Linked DNA regions of Mus musculus: region 1 is linked to region 2. Evidence: chromatin contacts called from public Micro-C data. All regions are on one chromosome and are shown on one strand. The core of a region is the stretch at or near the end of the contact, and the rest is flanking DNA. Distances in the headings are between cores, read along the strand shown.

What was found. Hi-C and Micro-C count contacts between places; a contact is called where the count stands out from the background.
Region 1: a Micro-C map of the AtT-20 cell line shows a contact between it and region 2, with 3 times the contacts expected there. The contact joins two enhancer-like sites. A contact is called at or near these places in 3 of 39 promoter capture datasets (the C10 cell line, embryonic stem cells and hippocampal neurons), 7 of 15 datasets of contacts at CTCF or cohesin (the G1E-ER4 cell line, embryonic stem cells, hippocampal excitatory neurons and 3 more), 202 of 484 Hi-C or Micro-C datasets (the 3T3-L1 cell line, 3T3-L1-derived adipocytes, the AML12 cell line and 99 more), 27 of 115 datasets of contacts at active chromatin or transcription factors (PVALB interneurons, astrocytes, a beta-TC-6 cell line and 16 more) and 2 of 9 other capture datasets (embryonic stem cells and embryonic trunk).

What each region holds. Positions count from the first base shown.
Region 1 is chr3:142,267,194-142,271,590 of GRCm38.p6, reverse strand. All of the region lies in intron 8 of Pdlim5 (PDZ and LIM domain 5), which reads left to right. Among named protein-coding and RNA genes, the nearest start is that of Bmpr1b, 100 kb to the right of the region's middle. Within about 2 kb of position 1,715, at least 3 of the 459 cell types and tissues checked have an H3K27ac peak or open chromatin away from gene starts, as enhancers often do. A contact at or near this core is called in the AtT-20 cell line, where this site is marked.
Region 2 is chr3:141,861,122-141,865,662 of GRCm38.p6, reverse strand. It overlaps Bmpr1b (bone morphogenetic protein receptor, type 1B), which reads left to right. Exons shown (of 12, transcript NM_001277217.2): 6 at 1,086-1,182; 7 at 2,542-2,680. Among named protein-coding and RNA genes, the nearest start is that of Gm15689, 180 kb to the right of the region's middle. Within about 2 kb of position 2,647, at least 8 of the 459 cell types and tissues checked have an H3K27ac peak or open chromatin away from gene starts, as enhancers often do. A contact at or near this core is called in the AtT-20 cell line, where this site is marked.

The sequences.
Region 1 (4,397 bases), core at 466-2,965, 410 kb before region 2:
CAGTGGGAATATTAGGGATGTGGCTCATCTTACTTTGGATAGTAAATTTGAGCACAAAGCACCAGTACATTGCATAGAAATCAGCAACAGATGTGCAGAGAAAAGTTACCTCTGATTACAGGGCCCAGGTCAGAAGATGTGGAGCTCTGCAGCAGCAGAAAGGGAGTAGAAAACACTTGAATAAAGAATACAACTTAGAAGTGGAAAACATATTTGTTTATTGTGGAGTTTTATTTTGTTCAGGAATGAAATTTTAATGTTTATGCACACATATGTACCAAAAAAGAAAAACACCCGAAGAACCTCAAGACTTTAATTTCTTAAAGGAAGTGCAGGTTGTTCGGGATGTTTTAGTGGCAAGAGAGAAAGTAGGATTAATGGAGTAGTGGGGGCGGGGGAGGCCTGGCCAGTGAGTGCTTAGAGCATATCATAGTGTGGCCTTGCTTCTGAAAAGAAGCTATTAAAAGATCTGTAATCTGTGTAGTAGCACAGTTGGATTGGCTCTATTGAAAGATCAATATATCTTTAATGTGTTTAAACAGACCACGCTGATTTCTCTGTAGTGAGACTGGAGTCCAGAGGTGTTCTACCATAGAGGTAGTGATCCAGTCACCTTAGGCACTGGTGATAGGAATGGAGAGAGTTCTGAGGAGAACAGACCTGTGACCTTAGCATCTTTAACCTGAGTCGGGTGCTGCTTAACCACTGTTTTCCCAGGGAAGGAAGGAATTGTGATAGAGAACTTAGACATCGCACTCTAAAACACTGTCAGAGAGATCAAGTATATGGTCAAGTGTGTAGCTTAGAGAAAACAGACATTCAGCTTATTCCCGACCCCACACCCTATATATATCCAGGAATCTTATGGAGGCATTTTCCTCATATGTTCTGTCCTCTCAGATGATGTTAGCTTGTGTCAAGATGACATCAAACTGTCCAGCACATTTTCTTTCACTGTAATGTTCGATTTGTTGCATCTTTACAGTTAGCTGTTTTCATTCGCAGTTCTTAGTGTGAGGAAGCATCACCTGCGTGCCTTCTTTAATTGTGTGTACACAGAGCTCCCAGGTGAGCCTTGTTTACTGTCGTGCTGGCTGACAGTGGTAAGAGATAAATGGATTTTTAAAAAAAATGTTTTCTTATTAAAAGCTCCCATGCAAGTATAAGCTATTCTACCTGATATTATGGTGGCACACTTAAACACAGTAAGCACATGCCATTGAGTGTTTAGCATACCTAACTTCTGATACTCTATATTGAACAATCACCAATTTCCATGCTAGTTAGGTAGAGACTTGCTCTATAACCTTTATTAGCCTCAAACTCACCACATGGCTCTTCTCCCAGGGGCTGAGATTACAGACAGGTGCTCGTACACACAGCTTTCCCAACATTCCTGCTAAGTCATTGTTCTCTTTGTAATAATCAGGTGACATACACAGGTTTTACTAATCATTTGCTTTTTTTCATTTTTGGTATGTGAGTATATGTGTTGCAGGAGTGTGTGCACTCATGTGTGGGTATGCTTGCCTCTGTATGCCCCTTTAGGGCCAGAGGTTGCCAGTGTCTTCCTGACATTCTCCAGTTTGTTTCTGTGGCAGGGTCTTTCACTGAACCTGAAGGTCACTATTTTAACTAGATTGTCTCCTCACTTCTCCCCACTGCTGGTGTTAGGGGAGCATGCCACATGCTTTATTGTCACATATGTGCTAAGCTCTCCTGCTTGCTGTTTGCACAGCAAGTATTTACTCTCTATGCTGTGTCCCCAGCCTCCACTTGGTTTTCCTTTTATGACACAAACGTGTTTTAATAAAAGCAGGGGAATCTTAGTTGATGGTGATGTCAAAATATAAAATTGGTGCTTTCTAAAGAATATAAGTTGTGATTTGGAGAAGCACAATATAAATACACTTATTAATATTGTATAATATAAAAGAGTGATCAGTTAGGAATATTTTAGGGATATTTAGGGATATTTCTAGTATATTTGAGAGGGTCAGAGGTAAAGGACAGTGACAAACATAGTTTACAAAGCACTTAGTTGACTATAGTACCTCTTACACTCTTTGTTGAAGGAGGACTCATCATCCCTACTTGAATACAGAGGCAGCCTAGAAATGACCAAACCGGATCTCCTAACAGTAACATGGTAGATATTGTTCATTAGCAGTAATCATTTCATTGGTATTTCAGCTTTAAAAATATCTTTATCAAGACTACACTTTAAGTCATTACAGTTAAGTTGACTATTACTAACAAGTTAACAGGCTCTGAGAAAAGTAAAAGGAGCTATCCAGTTTATAGTACCGTGACCCAATACTTTGACCCTAGATGGCGTTAGTGATTACATCAGGAGGCCCAGATCTCAAAGGGACAGCATGGAGAGGATTCTTGTTGAGGATAGAAACAGTTAACTATGGGCCTGGTAGCTGCTAAATCTGTTTTGGGTGGCGTATTATTTGCATCTAAACTTCCCCTTTGAAATTCAATCATTTAGCTATGATTTAGCTATTTCACCACTGTATTGTGTGATGCCTGAGCATATCTTTATTGTGTGGGGTACAGTTCTGAAGTAAAATACAGCCTTTTGCTTTATTATGAGTTAGACAAAGCTAGGGAGAGATATGATATGTTATTTTTGTTTCCAAGAAAGACTCATTTATTTGTGAGATTTGATTAGATCCAAGACTGAATGATGTTCATCTCAGTTATAAGTGGATATAAATTCTATCTTTATTTGAAAGCTAAAGTAGATAGGGGTGAGAAAGGAAATTACTGATACTACAACCACCCCAAATTTCATTGTAGGCTTTGTGCCACGCTAATAAATCTAGGTAACTAGATTTGCTTAGCTTAGATGGATGGATTTATTGGTTCTATTTTTAAATTTTTGTATGAGTAAGTAAATTGCAACCAGTTGCATGTATTTCATCTCTTCTAATAATATTTTATTGCCATCTGGTCCCTGCATTTTGACATCATTAAATAGTTCACTCGCTGCAAAGTCCTGCTTGGAGCTGCCCACTGTCAGGATTGGGGTGTGATGCAGAGATTTCTTCATATAGCAAATCCATTCAAATTTAAAACCATGGTTCTTAGGGAAAAAATAGTGATACCCTTAAGTATCCACATTCTCTTCTTGCGAATGTTTTCCTTGGGAGCTTTGCTTTGGTGTTGGAGTCTGTTTAGTGTTGTGGGGCCCATCTGTAGAACCCCTCCGCTCTTCCACTTGCCATCTCATGCATCTCACCCTCCATATAAGAAAAAGTATCTAGATCTGTTATAAATGCCTTCCTTAAAGAGTTTCTACTCTTATTTCACACATTTGGTCACACCTGGCCTACCTGCTGTCAATTTCTTTTTTAAAATAAGGTTTTATTGAAGCGTGGCTATGCTCATTTCTTTATGTATTACCCATGGCTATTTTCAGGCTTCAGTGATGTATTTAAATATTTGCTGTCTTAGTTGGGGTTTTATTGCTGCAAAGAGACACCATGACTAAGAAGACATTTAATTGGAGGTTACTTACAGTTTAGTGGTTTAGTCCATTATCATCATGGCCAAAAAGCATGGTGGCAGGCAGACTTGATGCAGAAAGAAAGAGTGAGCCACTGGCCCTGGCTTGGGCTTCTGAAACGCAAAGCCCACCATAGTGGCACACCTACCCCAACATACCTGTATCTCTTAAGTGTGCAACTTCCTATGACCCAATAGGGGTCATTTTCATTCAAAAGACATTTACAAAAGAAGCAAAAAGTCATACAAAGTCTGAAATAGTAATTTCATGCTTCCTTACAGGAAAACCCAAACTCTGGAATCAAACTGTATGAACAAGGAAGATGTCATACTTCCTAATTCTGCACAGTAGATGCAAACTTTACTGGGGAGCTGGAAGCACCTTTTGTTGTAGTATTAACCCTGTTTCACATGTGATTACCTATTTGCTTATTTCCCTGGCTAGATCTTTCAAGTCAAGTTCTTGGTGTAAATAATGAGTCTAATCTATAAGGGGTGTATTTTATAATTAGATGCTTTGTTAATCAGATCAGATCTCATGTTGAGTTTGACCCCCGACATTTCTGAGGTATTCTGTGCACATTCTGGAATGTAGGTACATCGTCTTTACCCTGCTTCATTTTCTTTCTTTATATTTGGTGGTGCTTATGTTTTCCATATTGGGAAGCTGAGCACAAATGATGGCGTTTCTAATGCTGCAGCTTAGAAAACAGTATCACTTAACATGATAAAATCTTGCATTTTTTCCTTTCTATATCAGTCTTTGCCTAATGAGGATTCTATTTATGTGGGTACTTTGAGACCTGTTTCTCTTCCTTCCTTTTCTCTAAAGATTAGGCTGTTTGTGTTTGTTTGTTTTTGTTAAGATGGTAAACTAGTTA
Region 2 (4,541 bases), core at 1,398-3,897:
TAAAAGAGAGAAAAAAGAATCGAATTACACAATGATATAGTATCCTTTGGGAAATTCATTTTTGTTTACTGAAGTGTTACTATAATGCTGTATGTGTAGCTTTTGTCAGTAAACTGTTCAGGATGTAATGATTTCATCCAGTTTAGTCCTTTTTAAGATTTTCTTTCATGGAACATATCCTACTTTTTATTGTGTAAATGAAGATCTCCTGCCAAAACCTGAATTTGTCTTTTCTCTGCAGGGGAACAGCTGGGTGAATGTCTTCTCAGGCTGTCTGAAGTCATAGCTTATAGTCCCCCTTTCACAACTAAGTGCACCCATCACTTTCCCCAGAGCATGCTGTACCTATAATAACGTGGCTAACTCTGAGACTGTGAGACTGTTTAAATAGCCGTCAGCTACTGCACTCCCCCCACCCCCGAAAAAAATCACCTGGGATGATTGGTTTTAAAAAAGACGATATTGAAGATATTTTTGAATAAGTATTTCTGGGTTTGGTCTCGAAAAACATTCTAATTCACATGAAGCTTTTCTCAAGCTTGCTTTAAGCAAATCTGATTTGTCAAGAGCTTGAGTTCATGCAAAAGTGTACTGTATACTCATATCTATCTTTTTAATAGGATTTGAGGGATCCTTGTGTTTTGCATATATCAGAAAGCAACTTTGGATATAATGAATACAGAGTTGTTTTTGTTTCAGAAACCAGGTGAGAAGAGCCTGCAGACCCAGCCCCTGACTCTGAGGTGCATAGGACCTCAAGTTCTCATGTTAGGCTCAGGGACCCACCTGCTTCCCTTGTATTCTTTCTATGGGTTTATTCTGTGTCAGGTCAACTCCTTCCATAGAGGAGACTTGTGCTGTTGAATAAACATCTAGCTGAACGGATTCATCTACGCCTGACAGTATCATCAACAACCAATCATCATACATGCCGTTTTGAGTACATATGTGCTTTTTAATGCAACACATTATAGTTTTTCCCCATTTTACATTCCCCTATTTGATACATTTTTATTAAACGTTTGGAAAAAGAGTTTATCCCTTTTAAGTAAAACTATAAGTTGTTTTGTGGCTTTCTTTTTCAGATTTTGTTGATGGGCCCATACACCACAAGGCCTTGCTTATCTCTGTGACTGTCTGTAGTTTACTCTTGGTCCTCATTATTTTATTCTGTTACTTCAGGTAAGTATTGGATGTGTACATGGAGTTTCACACTCTTAGTGAGATTCCTATATGAATATTTTTTACTGTTCTTGCCTGCAAGCTTATTGCAGCATGACTTTCTTTGCCCCTAGATATTTTTTTTAAGATTTATTTATTATATGCAAGTACACTGTAGCTATCCTCAGACATCCCAGAAGAGCATGTCAGATCTCATTATGGATGGTTGTGAGCCACCATGTGGTTGCTGGGATTTGAACTCAGGACCTTAGGAAGAGCAGTCGTCGGTGCTCTTACCTGCTGAGCCATCTCTCCAGCCCTTGCCCCTAGATCTTAGGTTGATTTGAAAATATCTGTTGCTATTGATAGAGAATCACCCAACAAAGCTATAAATAGATGCCTGTCTCATTTCTGTTTCAGACATTACTCACTTAAAATTTTCATCTCTAAGGAAACACAGATAATTGGAAAATTTAGTGACTAGTTATGACTTAGGTTTGATAATAATTAAATTAAAAAAATATGGGAGTCAGAGTGCTTTCAGTAATTCCTTATTTCCTGACTACAAATTTCTCTAGTATTATAACTTTTATAGAGTAAACATTAAAATAAACTGAGTTTAGTTATATTTAAGTTTTTTAGTCAAGAACTTATTTTCTACTTTGTGAAATTTAAAGGTCTAAGTGTCCATACTATTTGAGCATCCAAATTTTAAACTGTAACATTCTATAGTACACCAATTAGTTAATTAAGATAAGTTATAGAAGACATTACATGTTAAATATTCCCATGTTTTAAGGTTTTATTTTTATGTCATGGTCATTGTATTGTCTTATATATCATTTTATGTAAAAGAGTTCCCTGACATACTTTAAAACAAGATAGATTTATTTATCTAGTTTTGTGCATCAGTGTTTTGCCTGTATGTGTGTCTATGTAAGAGTATTGGATACCCTGAAATTGGATTTACAGACAATTTTGAACTGCTATGTTTGTGCTGAGAATTGAACAAGGGTCGTCTGGAAAGGCAGCCAGTGCTCTTAACTGCTGAGCCATCTCTCCAGGCTCCCTGACAATCTTTAATAAATGAAAGAAAAAAGCCCTCACATATTTAAGTACTTAGGGAACTTTAAGGAAATGTTTCTAGGGAATGGATATTGGAGCTATTTGGAAATGCTAATGAGTATAGTCTGATTATATATAACATTTAAAACACAGAGAAAAATATCGTACATGACTGAGTGAGAAACCTCCCAAAGATAGCAAACAGCGTTTCATCTTGTGTTTATTGCTAAATTCCATGGTTAATATTTGTCTGCGGTGTTTTATATCTGCCAATGCATTTAAGGTTTTGAAATCATCTCCCTCGTCCACGCTTAGGTATAAAAGACAAGAAGCCCGACCTCGGTACAGCATTGGGCTGGAGCAGGACGAGACATACATTCCTCCTGGAGAGTCCCTGAGAGACTTGATCGAGCAGTCTCAGAGCTCGGGAAGTGGATCAGGCCTCCCTCTGCTGGTAGGAGAAGAATATAGCATGGGTCCCATGGAAAGGTGTTCTCAGACTGTCAGTTTCCCTTTCCTTACATAGGGCAGTAGACAAGGCTCAGTAACTGTCGTCGGATCTAAGATGTGGGGCTTCCTGATAACATGACGTGTTGAGGGTGAGATTATTGTTTCTTTTGAAACGTGTCTGTTTACCAGCCAGACCCTCAGACATCCTGATCAAAAGTGGATTAAGAGAAACAATACACGTGGGCCCTCTGCCCTCTGATTTTGGTGAGGATTGATTTCATGTCTGTGCGTTGACCTGGCTTTTGAAGGCAAAAGAATTACCATCAACCTCTGCAAAGGAAGAAGGCTTCATATCAGCTGGAGGGTGAGAGTGCAGGCTGAGAGGTCTGTCCTTTCCATCCAGAAGAGGCTACACTTCTGATAGCCAGCACTTGCAACTGTGAAGAGAACACGTTCCTTATCAAGACATTTGCTTGGCCAGGAAACGTATTTGATTCATTTCTAAACCACAAAGTAAGGTTGTTGGCATTAAGGATACAACTAATTTCAATGAAAACTAACTTCCTCAATGAACTTTGTTATTTTAGCAAGAGAGGCAGGGAGAAAATGTATGTGTGGGGGAGGGGGTGCGTACAGGTGCCGTGGCTTGCGGGAACTGGTTCTTCACCCTGTGGTGATGGAGGGTTGAACTCAGGCTTGGTGACAAGTGATTTCAGTTTGGGGGCATCTCACTAGCACCTTAGAAGGTCATGAAATTGACTCTCAGATCTCAGGCTCTGGTTCTGACTCGCATGTCTTCTTGTTTCATCTGACAATCTTGTATTTACCTTTGTCGTTAACAGCTTTAAGGTCAAACAGGAAACAATCTGTGCTCATGCAGCCATTTCAGTCATTATAAACAGAATGATAGGACTTAGGACTTTAAAAATTGTCCAGGTTCTGATGATCAAATAGTTTTTTTTAATTTTTATACTTTAATCTGTTAGTAGCAATTATAATTATTGTCATTTGTATCTCTGTAGCATTGTATTTTGTTTGTAAAGAAAAGTACGAATAGCAAAATCCACTTGGTACTAATGATTTTGATGCTCTGCTCTTGGGATTCTGACTGACTGGACCTCAGTATCTCCTAACTCATCTCACTGAGCTGCAGTTAGCTGTCTACAGTCTTTGGCTATGGCTTTTCATCTTTGCGGGGGAACAATCAGTCTAACCTTTCCCATTGTCTGTAGATTTTCTTTCTAGGCTTCATAGGGATATCATGTAAACTTCACCTGACTCCTGTCCTTTGTTCCTGCTCCCCTGCCTCTGGCCTGAGCCCTGCATAATGTCTGAACAGTTAAATATTCTCAAAATAAAACATGGTCCCTGTCTTCACGAATGTAACCATTGGGTGGAATATTTCTCTAGTTTACAGCTCAAGGTCTCCTTCACATAGGGTGTAGGGTGAGATTTCAGGCAGTTACCTCAGCTTAGAGTCTGGGTAGCTTCCATCATAGCGTTGTCTGTTTACTGCAAATGCTGCAGCTTCAGTGATGTGCCTTAAGGGATGGAGGATACGCCATTGTTTGCACTGCCTATCCTTTGGAGAGTCTCTCTGTTCTATTAAACAGGATGCTCAGTTGTTGTATAAAAAGTTATAAGGAGATTTTTTTTTTTACCATCTGCAGGGATTCTTTCTGTTTCTATATTCTATATCCTAGCCCACCACCAATGTTTGGCTTTTCTCTGGTTCTGCTTTTTATCACTGCAGCAAACTACTAGAGAAACTCAAATTCAAGGAGAAATTCTTAATTTTTATTTCATTTAATTTTTTTTCATTTAATTTACTGTTTTGATCATGTTTCCCCTGCCCATAACTTCTC